Regions from separate parts of the Capra hircus genome. Here region 1 is linked to region 2. The links are chromatin contacts, called in public Hi-C maps. All regions are on one chromosome and are shown on one strand. The core of a region is the stretch at or near the end of the contact, and the rest is flanking DNA. Distances in the headings are between cores, read along the strand shown. Region 1 overlaps MSI1 (RNA-binding protein Musashi homolog 1). Region 2 holds the start of LOC102172376 (cytochrome c oxidase subunit 6A1, mitochondrial).

Region 1 (7,097 bases), core at 3,456-5,955, 70 kb after region 2:
GGTGACTGGGTGGGTTTCCAGCCCCCTGCCTCTAGGGTAGAAGGCGAGCCGGTGGGAGGTCCCTGGCCAGCGTATGCTGGCGATGCCGGAGCCAGAGGCCTAGGCTCAAGGCACCTCCGCAGGGACCCGGGTACCGGATCCAGGGCAGGTCGGGCGGCCTGGGCCCCAGAGGGAAGGGCGCTCCTGGGAAGCAGCAGGCCCCGCTCGGGCTCCGGTGGGGTGTCTTTGTGTCTGAGCGCCGAGCATTAGAGCTCGCACTAATCTGATCCAGCAGCTGTGATTGGAGGCCGCCTGCCCCCGGGGCCGGCGTTGCCATGGCAACCGGGCCCCAGGAGAAGCCGTCAGCGGCCGCGTCTTTTGTTCGGGCCTAAATCGGCGTTGGCATGTGAAACCGGCCCGGGGAGGCCAGGGGGAGCCGGAGAATAGGCTGCCAGGGAGCGAGGGGGACAGCCGGGAATGCCAAGGGCCCCGCGGCGGGGGGCCCCCCGCCCGGATCGAGGGGCCGCCGCCGAGGGGGGAACAATGGTCAGCCGCCATGGCTGCCACTCAGGCTTAGCGGCCGCCGAACTTGGCGGCTCCCACTGGTCAGCAGGCCTCGGCCGCCTCCCCTCCCCCCCCCTCGCCCAAGCCCCCCTGCCCCCGGGTTCCCATGGAGACCAAAGCCTATTAAGGACACTGGGCTGGGAGCCTCCCTCCCCTCTGCTGGCCCCAGGAGGGGACGCCAGTGGGGGGTCCAGCCCTGGACCCCCAACCACTTTTCCTTGCTCTATGCCCTGGCCTCAACCCCCCTTGCCTACTCCGGGTCTGTCCAGCCAAGGCCCAGGTTGAAAGGTGGGGGGTGGCCAGGGCTGGTGGAGCGACGGGGGTTGGTTGGAGGAAGGGCGGTGGATTTGGGCTGAATCAGGAACTCAGCAGCGGGATAGGGAAGGAGGGTGTGGCTGGGTTCATCTATTCATTTGTTCAAAAAGTAATCAGGGAGCACAAGTCCCGTGATGGATAGGGTGGTCATGACTGACCTGGCGCTGCCTTCATGGAGCCTTCAAAGCCAGTGGTGTGCAGTCTTTTACTCTCTAGCTTCGCCAGCCTGCCCCATGTGACTGTGGGCAAGCCCCTCTCTAGTAAAGGTACTAATAATAATAACAGCTGCTGTTTATTAAGCGCTTACTCTATCCCGGGTGCTGTGAGTTAGGAGTGTTGCATGCAGATCTCCTTTAACGCCTCCCTATAAGACACAGCTAACGCCCCATTTGACAGATAACGAACTTGAATCATAGAGACCTAAAGCTGCTGGCCAAGGTTACTTTCCAGCTCCAGCCGGTCCTACTCAAAGCCTATGCTTTTATCACAAGCTCCCCCTTTCCGGGTTTCTCTTTTCTCTGTGCCAAACATGAAGTGTCCATCCAGTTTGGACGGCTGAGCTGATTTGGGACTCAGAATGGGTCCATAAGGATGGCAGCAAGGGTGACACCGAGCTGTGCGGCCCTAGGTCAGGCGCCTCTTTGGGCAGAGAGATGTCATTTTCTCCTGAGATTCTCCAGGGGGACCCAGCTGCCTCCTGACTTACTGGTGTGGGGGGATCCTGGTTCTCCTTGGGGAAAGTCCGGGGCCTGATTGCTGCTTGGTGCCTAAGAGCTGGAGGACCACCCAGCTCAGAGGCCGCCCTTTCCACTTTAACAAGGCGGATGACAGCCTGGAAAGAGAGCAAAGGCGAGTGGGGAAGAGGCTGTGCCCCAAGGCCTCAGGAAGTTTTCCTTGATCCCTTGGGTGTCTGACCATTTGGGGGAGGGTCAGCAGCTGGAGTGGGAGGTGGAATGGGGAGAGGCAGTGTCAGAGGCAGCCCTTGATTCCACCCAGGATGAATCCGACCTTAGCTTAACCCCGTGAGACAGCTGACATTGGCTGAAGAATTAAGAGGGCAAGGAGGAAGCAGCAGATGTAGGCAGAGGGAAGCTGGGACTGCGGAAGGGAAGAGAAGGCCTGTGGCTGTCCGTGCATCCAAGAGGATGCCTTGAGGGAGCAGCAAGAAGAGAAGACTTGGGGTCCAAGGGATGGGGAATAATGCAGAACCTCCCCCTTCCTCCACCCTTCTCCCCTCCCCCAGTCAGTGGGAGGCCAGCAGCCCAAGCACTGAACTCTACTTGCTTTAATTACAGCCTCTAGCAAAAGGAAACCTCAATTAGAGGAAAAGATCAGTACAAGGAGAGGGGAGTTGGGTCTGACTGGAGTGGCTGCTGGCCTCCTGGCCTTTTGCAAGTAGGAGAGAGGCTTTCACTTCCCCATCTCCTATCTTACTCCTCTATTTTCTCCTCTAGCACCCACTGTCTGCCTCCTCCTACTCCTCCCAGGCTTGATCTGGGATGTGCTGTGTGACCCTGGACAGGTGACTTTACCTCTCTGAGCCCATTTCCTCATCAACAGAATGAGGCTCTTACCATGCCAGGAGAAGACGGTGGGGCAAAGTGCCAGGCATATAGTGGGTGCTTAATATTTGCAGGAGAATCTGGTGGTGAACGGGGGTGCTATGGCAGCCAGTGGGGTTGCAGATGGAATGCTATCCCCCACCCAGGAAGCAGGTTGAGGATAAAGCCTGGACTGGGCAGGAGGGGAGTGGGTGTCGGAGCCCTCGCTCCTGGGTTGCGGTGGAGACCCCTGGGTCTGGTGGGTCCTCCACGGGAGCTCTGTTTTAGGTGGATGATGCCATGCTGATGTTTGACAAAACCACCAACCGGCACCGAGGTAAGTGTGGCCCCTCCCCCTTCCTAGGCTGGGCTGGGGGGCCTGTGGTCAGCCAGGGGGCTACAGGTCACAGCTGCCCTTTCATCTCGCCTCCTGACATCCTATCCCCGAGGATCTGCATCCTCTCCCGGGCCTGGCCTTACAGAAGGCTTTTGTCCCGCCGTTTCCTGTGCTAGAAACTTGCCGAATTGCAGACACCCGAGAGGAGAGGAACGGAGGAGTGGACCTCTCCTCCCCCTGCAACTGAGCCCTCCGCCCCCGCCCCAGCCGGTGTCTGCTGGGCTTACCTTGTCCCTGGTAACCAGAGCTGGGGCCCGGCCACCCCAGGGTCAGGCTGACTCTACAGTCTGCTCCTGCCACTGGCCCCCTTGCCCCACCCCTGGGCCGAGCCCAGCCCCCTTGCCCCTGGATCTGGGAGCATCTGGGCCACCGGGTGTGCACTGCCTGCTTGTTTTTTTCCCAAGGGCCTTGCCTTCTGAGAAATACCATTCCAGCCCCTGGGGCACACCCAGGAGGAGGCAGGGTGGTTTCTCCAGTGCCTTCAGAGCTTTGGGCCTTTTAGCCTGTTTGGGGAATGGGGTATGTGCTGGTGTGTGTGTGTGTATGTGTTTGTATCTATGCATGTGAGGGTATTTGATACTGAACAGTTGTGTAGACCTAGCATGTCAGGGTAACTCATATGCACACAGGGGCCTTTATGCCTTTGTGAGCACTAGTTAGAGTGTTTCTGTGATGTATGGGTATCTAGGGGTGTGTATGTGTGTGTATATTTGTATACAAAAATATACTTGTCCATGTTCATGTACGTTTTTAGAAGTATTTGTGTGTGTGTATTTTTAAAGTATTTCTATTTCCTTCTCTGGAAAGCATCTGAGGAAGAGAAAAGGCATGTTGAATGTGATTTGCGTCACAGCCCTGCCTCTTTCTAATTTGCTATGTGATCTTGGGCCAGTCACTTCACTGAGCCTTGGTTTTCACCTCTGTGATTTGGGAACTGAAATCCTATCTCATCACGTAATTGAGAGGTTGCCAGGGTGCGGGCGAAGCCTCTCATTAATTCTTAGACACTTGCCTGTAGGAAGGGAGTGAGTGCTATTGGTATGACCTGGGGCTGGGTTTTGACCAGGAGCCCGGTTCTGACCTTGCCTTTGCCCTGCAGGGTTCGGCTTTGTCACATTTGAGAGTGAAGACATCGTGGAGAAAGTGTGTGAAATCCACTTCCACGAAATCAACAACAAAATGGTGAGCAAGTGGACTTCCCTAGCGGTGCAGTAGTTCATACTCTGCGCTCCCACTGCAAGGGGGACGGGTTCAATCCCTGGTGGGGAACGTTATGCATGATGTGCAGAGGGGGACTGGGGCTCTAGCCTGAGTCAGCCAGGGAATGCTTGGAGGTTCTGGAGGCAGGCAGAGAGGCCTCACAGTCGGTGGGCCAGAGCCAGTTTTTTCATCCCCCTGAAAGTGTGGACAGGAATATGGCGGTTAGAAAGCACAGCTGGTGGGCTCAGAGGGACTTGGGCGGAAATCCTTATTCCACCGCTTCCTAGTCTAGTCATTGGACAGATGACTTCCCCTCTCAGCCTCAGTTCCCTCATCTGTAAAACGAGAGTGTCAGTAGTACCTCCATCCGTCTCAGGGCCGGTGTAAGCATTTGATGAACCACCGCATGCTCAACCCATCTCTAGCACATTGCGATCACGCCAAAAATAGTAACTACAAAATGAACAAGAGGCCTGCCAGGGAATAGGAGGGTCCCTGACCCTGGGTCTATAGGAGGGACTGACTGCCGGATCTCATTGCAGGTGGAATGTAAGAAAGCTCAGCCAAAAGAGGTGATGTCACCAACAGGCTCGGCCCGGGGGAGGTCTCGAGTCATGCCCTACGGGATGGATGCCTTCATGCTGGGCATCGGCATGCTGGGTATGTGCTAGGCCTGCACCTGTGGCTTCTTTCTGCCCAGAACTGCACCTGGGGCTGCCAGGAGCTGTGTGGGTGTTGCCTTTCCTCTGTGGTCTGCCCTCCTGTCTGGGAAGAGGTGTGTGGACCAAGGATCTCAGGTCTAGCAATCCTAACGAAGGTGGGCCATTTGGTTGTGGGTTGCTGCCCTCTGGTGGTGACCGAAAGAATGGTCCAGTTGCTCCTTATTAATTGGTCCTTCTGTCCATCCCACCGTTCAATTTGTTTGTCCACTCATCCATCCAGTAAGTAGTTATTGAGCAGCTATAAATGCCAGGCCCTATGCCAAGAATTACAGCAGTGACTTTCCTTGGAGCTTTATGGTCTGGCAGGAAAAACAAATAAGTCCCTGGTGGCTCAGTGGTAAAGAATCTACCTGCCAATGCAGGAGACGCGGGTTCCATCCTTGAGTCAGGAGGATTCCCTGGAGAAGGAAATGGCAACCCACTCTAGTATACTTGCTTGGAAAATCCCTGGACAGAGGAGCCATGGGGTCACAAAAGAGTCGGATAAAACTTAGTGACTAACAACAAAAACATAATAGGTTTGGGATGGAGAAGTATAAGGGCCAAGGGAGCATGGTCATAGAGAAGCTGACCAAGACTTGGAGACACTAGGATATTTAAGCTGAGTCTGAGGGTTGAGTAGGAGCTAAGTCATGGGAGGGCAGGGAGCAGGGGAGGGTAAAAATGATCAGGCAGATGGAACAGCATTTACAGACGCACAGGCCTTTGGGAAGGTAGAGAGAAGCCTGTTTCCTCTTGTTTGTTCGACTAATATTTATTGAGCAGCTTCTGAGAAATAGGACCTGCCTTCATTGTAATTCCCATCAAGTGAGAGACAAGATTAAACAGACCGTGTCACCACAGACTGACTGGAGGCTGTGGGAGGCCCGAGGAGGCACCTAAATCAACTTGGGGGTTGGGGAAGCTCCCTGCGGAGGGGGGGTCAAGGTCACCATGAGCCTTGGAAGATGAACAGGAGTCAGCAGTGCTTGGGGCCCTTGACCAAGGGTGAAAAATCTGAGCTGGGACCCCAAGAAGGTCACAGTCTTCCTGGAGAGACAAGCTGTATATACACAGAAAGAGAACACTAACAAGGGGGTCTTTATGCTGGAGATGGGGGAGGGGTGCCCTGAGGACTCAGAGAAGGGGGTATAGCATGGGCTAGAGGGTCAGGAATGGGCTCACAGATAAAGGGGGTGAGGAGCATACCCACCAAGTGGAACACTGTCTGCTCCTGAAGTTTTGTTTTTGTTTTTTGACTTTTTATTTGAAAGTAACTTTACATTTTCAGAAGAACTGGAAACGTAAAGTAGTAGTACCAAAAAATCCATATACCCTTTACCAGATTCATCTGTTAGTTTTTTAAAGATTTTTTTCTAATGTGGATCATTTTAAAATCTTTATTGAGTTTGTTACAATATTGCTTCTTTTTTAATGTTTTGGTTTTTTGCCTGAGAGGCATGTGAGATATTAGACTTGGTTGGGGGACAACCAGGGATTGAACTCTTAATTCCTTAAGAGTGATGATGAGTTAAGGTGATGTCTTAACCAGTGGACCACCAGAGAAGTCCCCAGATTCACTTATTGTTAACATCATACCCTATTTGCTTTTCTCATTCCTCCATAAGTATATGTGTGTATATATATATAACATATATACTATATATATATATATATACACATATGCATACACACACATATATGATATGCTTATGATTTTTCTCTAAATCATTTGAGGGTAAATTACTTCAGTGTGTATTTCCCAAGATTAGGGATGTGCTTTCATGAAACATGATAATTATCAACTTCATATATTTATATTGATACAATATTTTAATCTAATATACTATTTTCTGATTTTATCAGTTGATCCAGTACTATCCTTTATAGCTATTTCTGTCCTCCAGAACAAGATCCACCAGAATCAGTTTTTGAATTGAGTTGTTCTGTTTCTTTAGTGTCCTTTGGAACTCTGAGAAAATTTTCTTTTCAAAACAATTTATTATCTGGTTTTACCCCTTTTAAAAAATGGGGGAGGGGACTTCCCTGGCAGTGCAGTGGTTAAAACTCAATGCTTCCGCTGCAGTGGGTATGGGTTTGATCTCTGATTGGGGAACCAAGATCCCACATGTGCTTGTTGAAGCTCCCCACCGCCAAAAACGTGAGGGTGGGGGAGAGAAAAGAACAACTCTAACCAACAGAGAATCATGGTTAAGAGACTTGGAGCCAGTCAGATCTGATTTTGAATCCCAATTATACCATTATTACTCACTATGTGATCTTTCTTTCCAAGCTGCACATATCTGTTACATGCATACTAATTAGTAGGCACTGTGCTGGTGATGGAGAGACAGAAATAAAAGATGGGGAAGACAGAAAATCAGCTCTTGAAGAAATCCT
Region 2 (7,867 bases), core at 179-2,678:
ACTCAAGTTCGGTACTCCCAAGCCTCTCCCTGTAAACCTCAGTGCTGTGTTTCTGAAAGTGCAGTCCTCCCATCACCTATATCAGAATGCTAGAGGCGGGTACAGGGGAGGAGATGCTGACTTCAATGCAGATTTCTGGACCTGAAACAAATCTCTGGATTGGAAACTGCAACATACCCTCAACTATTCTGCGTGGTACTTTTGAAAAACATTGCTCCAGGGCAGTGATTTCCAACCCAGGATGATTCTGCTCTTGTGGAGACACAGGCCAGTATCTGGAGACATCTTGAAGAGGGGGTACCACTACCACTTAGTGGTTAGAAGTCAAGGATGTTGCTAATATCCTGTAACTCACAGGACTGCCCTTTGCCCCAACAAGAATTATCCAGCCCCAAATGTCAATGGTACTGAGGTTAAGACATTTCACTGTATGTATGCCTTCTAATTCTATTGTACAAGGGTGGCAGTGGCGCTGAGACTCATCAATTCTTTCTAAATTTAAGAATCCAGCTTAATTTTCCACTTGAGCTAAGTGAGATAGTAGTTAAACATCTACATCAAGAGTCAAAAAATGACACAGTCAGGGTGGTAACTAGCATAGAGGTGAAGATGAGAAGCTGTCAATCTCTTCGTTATGCAACTAGTAGCTGTCAGATGCCCAGGTTTTAGAGAGGTGAACCTTAAGGCTGAGCCTTCCGACTCTGCCAGCTTAAGGTAATTTCACAAACCTCCAAGTTTTGTACAACCGACAACTGTTAACAGTATCAGAAGGTAAACGGTGGGATGACTCAGAGAAAGAAAAAACCGAAGGGCACTTGTATGACCTTAAAAAAGAAAACTCAGGCCTGGCCGGAGAAAATAAAAATGTGTTTGGAAGGATTAAATGAGAAACTGTACACGCCCGGCACCCACCGTTTTAGAGAATTAAGAACTTGGACTAGGGCATTTGGGGAATGGCGAACAGACACTTGAAGAGACTGCAAGGGGGTACCTTGGACCTGATGCGGAGATGGGGGTAGGCCACGAACTCGGGTCTCTCCTCCTCTCCGTGGTGCGACTTCAGGAAGACATTCAGCATGCTCACTCCCACCCCGGGGAGCGCCACGAAGTAGGTGAGGGCCTTCCACATGCGAGCTGCAGAGGGGGCACGACCGCTCAGGCCGGGCGAGGAGCCGCCCGCGTCTCACCTCCCTCCCCCAAGTCCTCAAGCCAAGGTCAAAATCCCGCCGCTCTTCTCTTCAGCAGACCTGAGGCCCGCCCCGCGACCCCGGTCCCAGTACCTGAGCCCTCCTCGCCATGGGCGCCACTGGACATACACCGACTCAGCTGCAGCCGGGAACGACCCAGCAACCCAGAAACCCGAGATCCAGCTGCCGCCGCCATCTTCGACCTGGGTCCGCCGCAGCGCCGGAAGCGGAAATAGAATGTTGGCTGTGGGGGTGGGACTACAACCTCAAAAGGAAGTTCCTAGTGGGCGGTACCTTTTCCGCGGAGGCTGCGCATTGTAACCTAAAAGCTCGGAGCCGCGGGAGCCAGAGGGAGCATGCGCTCAGCACTCATGTGTGCATACCTTGTTCCTAAGGTCCGCACCGCGGTTAAGATAAGCGCATAAAAAAAAAGATTTGTGGAAGGACACCCTGGCATCCAGGGTCGCTCCCTTCGTTGGAGTCCGTGCGAATCAACAGGTTCCGAGCACAAATCCCCTATCTAAAATGCTTTTTCCCTCCTCATCCTCTGACTCTGCGCTATTTTTTTTTCAAGACACTAGGACATAATAATTGTCATCATTATTATTTTGTAGGCATCACACAGCTTATAATCTGTCAGGGGAAACAAGAGATTTTGCCACTGCAGCATCCCCAAACTCTGGGATCGTGCCTGGCAAGTAACAGGTGCTCAACACAAATATGTTGAGTAAATGAATAGCAACGGGAAACAACTGACGCTTCTTATACTTTATCTCTGCAATTCTTTCCTGCCCTCTTTTTTCTTCTTCTTCTGCTCATCTAAAAACAGTTTTAAAAATAAAAGTTATAAAACAGATGTGTAAGAGAGACTTCCTTGGTGGTCTAGTGGTTAAGATTCCACCCTCCCAATACAGGGGGCTCAGGTTCCATCCCTCCTCAGGGAGCTAGATCTGGCATGTGGCAACTAAGACCCAGCGCAGCCAAATAAAAATAAATAAACAAAATCTTAAAAAATAGATACATAAAAATGAAAGTAAACTTCTTGACCATAGGTTCCTTTAAAAATATAATGAAAGCTCTGAATCCTTTTCTCAAATAAAATATTAATACAGCTTCTCCTCAGCACGCACAGTTTAAGCACACAATGAGAGGGGAAGAAGGTACTGTAAAGTGCACCCAGAGACCCCCTAAGAGTCCTGTGCTCCAAATTAAGAACCCCTACTTAGAGGAATAAACAGAGACTCTGGCGTGGGTAGACTGGATTCATATTTTGTTCCCATCCCTCACAGCCTGTATGACCTTGAGCAAGTTAGATAAAACAAATGCATCCTGCAGTTTCATGAAAACAAAAACAGGATCATATTACTAGAGCTTCACAACCTGATCTTTCTCTGAGTAGCCTGGGTTTTTGCATGTTATGGTGAAATTACAATAGTCAAATCTCTAGGCATCGTCGAAAAGAGTCAAAGGGTCTGTGAAGCCCTACAGTGTAGCCGTGGAAAGGATCTGAGCTCAAGCATCAGGAAATCCTGGGTTCAAATCTGGTCTGCCCTCAGCTGTTCTCTTCTCTAAAGTGGGAATGTAATATGCACTTAATTCATTTCTTTGTCTGACAAACAATAATTTAAGACACAGCTCCACCTGGAGAAGTTATTCAACCTCCATTCATAGTAATGATGGTTAATTTAGTAAAGACTAACTACAGTGGCTACCTGGTGCCAGGTGTATACAGTAGTATGCAAGAGCTGTAAGAGCTCTCTCATACACTTTACAATTCAGTGTTAGAGACAGGATTAAGCAAAAAATACCCAATGCCTGGGAAATGTTAAAAATTCAACAAATGTTTATTTTCCCATAGGACCTTAATACATCTTGCAGGGTGGTACTGCTAAGTAAGGATTGTCATACGTTTGGAACACAGTACCTCCTCAGGCATGATACCTATGATATTCTTGCCAAGTATGCTCAGCATTTGCAAAGCCTTGGGTGACTGAGTTTAGACAGTCCAGGAAACCAAAGTCATCAATACAACAAATAGCTAATATTTACTGAGCATTTACTTCATGCTCACATCTATGACAAGCACTTTGCATAAATTGTCTTCCCACCTCAGAAAATGGTGACTTGGTTCCTCAAGTGAAACACTTTGGAATTATCTTTGATCACTCTCTTCTCTCTCTGTCTCTCATGTGGGATCCAATTCCCTGACCATCAAAATCAAATCCATGCCCCCTGCTGTGGAAGCACAGAGTCTTCATCACTGGACCCCCAGGGAAGTCCCCCCACACATTTTATTTTATTGTACTTTATTATTATTATTTTTTATACACACAATTCCTACTCAGAATCTGATCATTTCTTACCACATACTGCTCCCAATCTGATCAAAGGTATTAGCTCTCACCTAGACAATTGCAAAGGCTCCTGACTGGTCTCCCTGCTTCCTGGCACTTTCACAGTCTATTCTTAGGGAGCAGCTAGGGGAATCCTCTAACACTGGTCATCTTCCCCCTCTGCTCAAAATCCTCAGTGGTTCCCATCTCACTCAGAGTAAATGCCAAAGCCCCGAGAGTGGGCTGCCAGATCCTACACACCTTGTCCCCAGCCGCCCCATTGACACCATCTAGTCTACCGGCCCCCTTGCCCACTTCATGCCAGCGACACTGACCCTCCTGCCTTTCTGTGAACGTGCCAGGCATGCCTCTGACTCAGGACTTTTATACACACTCATCTCTCTGCCTGGAAGAGTTTTCCCCCAGGTAGCCGCATGAATTGTTTCCTTATTTCACTCAGGGGTTGTCTTAGAAGTCATCTCTTATCAGGAAGGCCTTCCCAGGCCACCCTGAAGTGAAATAGCTCCTCCCCACCCTGACACTCTGTCCTTCTTACTGTGCCTTAGCTATCTTTGTGGCACTTCCCACCATCTGCTGTATTAAATATTTATTGGTTTATGGTCTGCCTGGGGCAGAGACTATGATTTGCTCACTGGTGTGACCACTTGTGAAAAGAAGAGAAGTGAAAAACAAAGGAGAAAAGGAAAGATATAAGCATCTGAATGCAGAGTTCCAAAGAATAGCAAGAAGAGATAAGAAAGCCTTCCTCAGCGATCAATGCGAAGAAATAGAGGAAAACAACAGAATGGGAAAGACTAGAGATCTCTTCAAGAAAATTAGAGATACCAAGGGAACATTTATGCAAAGATGGGCTCAATAAAGGACAGAAATGGTATGGACCTAACAGAAGCAGAAGATATTGAGAAGAGGTGGCAAGAATACACAGAAGAACTGTACAAAAAAGATCTTCATGACCAAGATAATCACGACAGTGTGACCACTCACCTAGAGCCAGACATCCTGGAATGTGAAGTTAAGTGGGCCTTAGAAAGCATCACTACGAAACAAAGCCAGTGGAGGTGATGGAATTCCAGTGGAGCTATTTCAAATGCTGAAAGATGATGCTGTGAAAGTGCTGCACTTAATATGCCAACAAATTTGGAAAACTCAGCAGTGGCCACAGGACTGGAAAATGTCAATTTTCATTCCAATCCCAAAGAAAGACAATGCCAAAGAATGCTCAAACTACCGCACAATTACACTCATCTCACGCTAGTAAAGTAATGCTCAAAATTCTCCAAGCCAGGCTTCAGCAATACGTGAACTGTGAACTCCCTGAAGTTCAACCTGGTTTTAGAAAAGGCAGAGGAACCAGAGATTAAATTGCCAACATCCGCTGGATCATTGAAAAAGCAAGAGAGTTCCAGAAAAACATCTATTTCTGCTTTATTGACTGTGCCAAAGCCTTTGACTGTGTGGATCACAATAAACTGTGGAAAATTCTGAAAGAGATGGGAATACCAGACCACCTGACCTGCCTCTTGAGAAACGTATATGCAGGTCAGGAAGCAACAGTTAGAACTGGACATGGAATAACAGACTGGTTCCAAATAGGAAAAGGAGTACGTCAAGGCTGTATACTGTCACCCTGCTTATTTAACTTATATGTAGAGTACATCATGAGAAACGCTGGGCTGAAAGAAGCACAAGCTGGAATCAAGATTGCTGGGAGAAATATCAGTAACCTCAGATATGCAGATGACACACCCTTGTGGCAGAAAGTGAAGAGGAACTAAAAAGCCTCTTGATGAAAGTGAAAGAGGAGAGTGAAAAAGTTGGCTTAAAGCTCAACATTCAGAAAAAGAAGATCATGGAAATAGATGGGGAAACAGTTGAAACAGTGTCAGATTTTATTTTTTGGGGCTCCAAAATCACTGCAGATGGTGACTGCAGCCATGAAATTAAAAGACGCTTACTCCTTGGAAGAAAAGTTATGACCGTCCTAGATAGCATATTCAAAAGCAAAGACATTACTTTGCCGACTAAGGTCCGTCTAGTCAAGGTTATGGTTTTTCCAGTGGTCATGTATGGATGTGAGAGTTGGACTGTGAAGAAAGCTGAGCGCCGAAGAATGCTTTTGAACTGTGGTGTTGCAGAAGACTCTTGAGAGTCCCTTGGACTACAAGGCGATCCAACCAGTCCATTCTGAAGATCAGTCTTGGGTGTTCTTTGGAAGGAATGATGCTGAAGCTGAAACTCCAGTACTTTGGCCACCTCATGCAAAGAGTTGACTCATCGGAAAAGACTCTGATGCTGGGAGAGATTGGGGGAAGGAGGAGAAGGGAATGACAGGGGATGAGATGGCTGGATGGCATCACCGACTTGATGGACCTGAGTTTGAGTGAACTCTGGGAATTGGTGATAGACAGGGAGGCCTGGCGTGCTGCAGTTCATGGGGTCGCAAAGAGTCGGACACAACTGAGCGACTGAACTAAAATGAACTGTGACCACTGGCCCATTATAGGACCTCGGTGAATGTACATTAATCCCAACTATGAGCCTGTGGTGGTTTAGTTGCTCAGTCATGTCCACCTCTTTGCAACCCCATGAACTATAGCCCTGCCAAGCTCCCCTGTCCATGGGATTCTCCAGGTAAGAATACTGAAGTGAGTTGCGATTTCCTTCCCCAGGGGATCTTCCCCACCCAGGTATCGAACCCGGGTCTCCTGCATTGCAGACAGAGTCTTTACCGACTGAGCTATGAACCTGTGAACTAGATACTATTCTTCCCCCACTTTTCAGATAAGGAAACAGACTTGAAGTTGTGAGGATATTGCCCAAGATCTCCAAGCTTTAAGCAATTGGTGGACCTGGGCAGTGTGGGACTCAAGTTCTTCTTTTTCGAAAAAATTTTTAAAAAATTAATTTTATTTTTGGCTGTGCTGGGTCTTCGCTGCTGTGAGAGTTCTCTAGTGTCAGTGAGGGCTTTTCACTGCAGTTGCTTCTCTTGTTGCAGAGCACAGGTTCTAGAGCATGCAGGCTCAGTAGTTGTGGTGTACAGGCTTTGTTGCTCTGCAGAATGTGGAATCTTCCCCGACCAGGAACTGAACCCATGCCCCCTGCATTGGCAGGCGGATTCTTAACCACTGGACCACCAGGAAAGTCCGTCAAGCCAGTTTTTTTAACTTCAAAGCCATGCAGACTTTGCTGTAGGTAGAACAACACCAACTCCGAGAGGTCACCCTGTTGAGCTCATGCTAGTCTGATGCTCTGAACAGGGATGAGCAAGGAAAAAAAAAAAAGCTACATAATTTCTGATTTCAGTAGGTTTGGAAAGAAAAATATTTCAAATCATGGGGTCCTTGAGAATGAATGGAACCATCGGATGTGTTTTCTAGGTGCTGAGCTGGAAGTTCCCACCTTGTGCTGCCTCTCACAGTGACCCCCAGGGCATCTGGCCTCTCTGTGTAGGGAGTCTCCCCAAGGCCATGGCCAGCCAGGCCTGGATTTGACGTCATCTTCTCTGGCAGCTGGTGATGTTTACACTCATGCTGAAGCCACTACGGTCTCTGGCGCTCTATTTCCTTGAAATAGAGAGCTGGCAGGCAGGCACCTCAATCCCTGAGCCAGCTGCTAGTGGGGTAATTGGAGGAAGGCTGGGGGAGGCTGCCTAGCCAAGGACAGGGCTTGCTTAGGGGAAAGCTTATCTGGGGCATCCTGCCTGCTACTTCTCTTGTGGTTTCTCCCAGCTGAGTGTTCCTCCAGTTCCTGGACCAATAAATATTCGTCTGCCAAGAGACGAATGCTATGTCTCAATTAAGTGTTCACTTACTGTTCACTATTATTTTTGCTATGATCATGGTTAAGGGTACAGGTTCTATGGAATCAGAGCAGAGGGGTCTGGACTATGCAGAAGGCATGAAGTATTTTTCCGACTATGTTGCAGGGGAGGTTGGGGTGCAGTGACCACCACTTCCATCATCTGAATAACTTGTCTGAGCTGCTCAGCATCATTAATTCATTTAATTTGGAATCTCAACTACATCCTTGGATTGGGGCAACAGCAGTGACCTTATGGAACACCTAGTCTAGAGGGAGAGACTGACAAATAAGCAGTTACTACCGTCACTGTGATAGGTTTCTTCAATGGGAGGCTGTCCGGCATGAACCTTGGTACAAGTTCAAGTCTCAGGTCAGCTACTTAGCATGAAATCATGGGAGGTGAACATCTGCCTAAGTTTCACAACCCTTGAAGTGACTGACCCAACATTCAAATCCAAGAAGTCTGGCCTCACCTCTCTTTGTGCCTCAATTTCCTCATCTGTAAAATGGGGATAATAATAGTAG

What was found. A called contact is a pair of places that touch in the nucleus more often than the background predicts.
Region 1: a Hi-C map of blood shows a contact between it and region 2, with 2.4 times the contacts expected there. The contact joins the enhancer-like site here to the promoter of LOC102172376 in region 2. A contact is called at or near these places in 2 of 5 Hi-C or Micro-C datasets (both in blood).

The regions. Positions count from the first base shown.
Region 1 is chr17:8,446,911-8,454,007 of ARS1.2, forward strand. MSI1 (RNA-binding protein Musashi homolog 1) reads left to right here. Exons shown (of 14, transcript XM_018061134.1): 7 at 2,688-2,736; 8 at 3,896-3,978; 9 at 4,539-4,656. Among named protein-coding and RNA genes, the nearest start is that of MSI1, 10 kb to the left of the region's middle. Within about 2 kb of position 4,706, at least 1 of the 5 cell types and tissues checked has an H3K27ac peak or open chromatin away from gene starts, as enhancers often do.
Region 2 is chr17:8,380,609-8,388,475 of ARS1.2, forward strand. It overlaps LOC102172376 (cytochrome c oxidase subunit 6A1, mitochondrial), which reads right to left and starts at 1,429. Exons shown (of 3, transcript XM_018061130.1): 1 at 1,281-1,429; 2 at 992-1,134. The coding sequence starts at 1,383.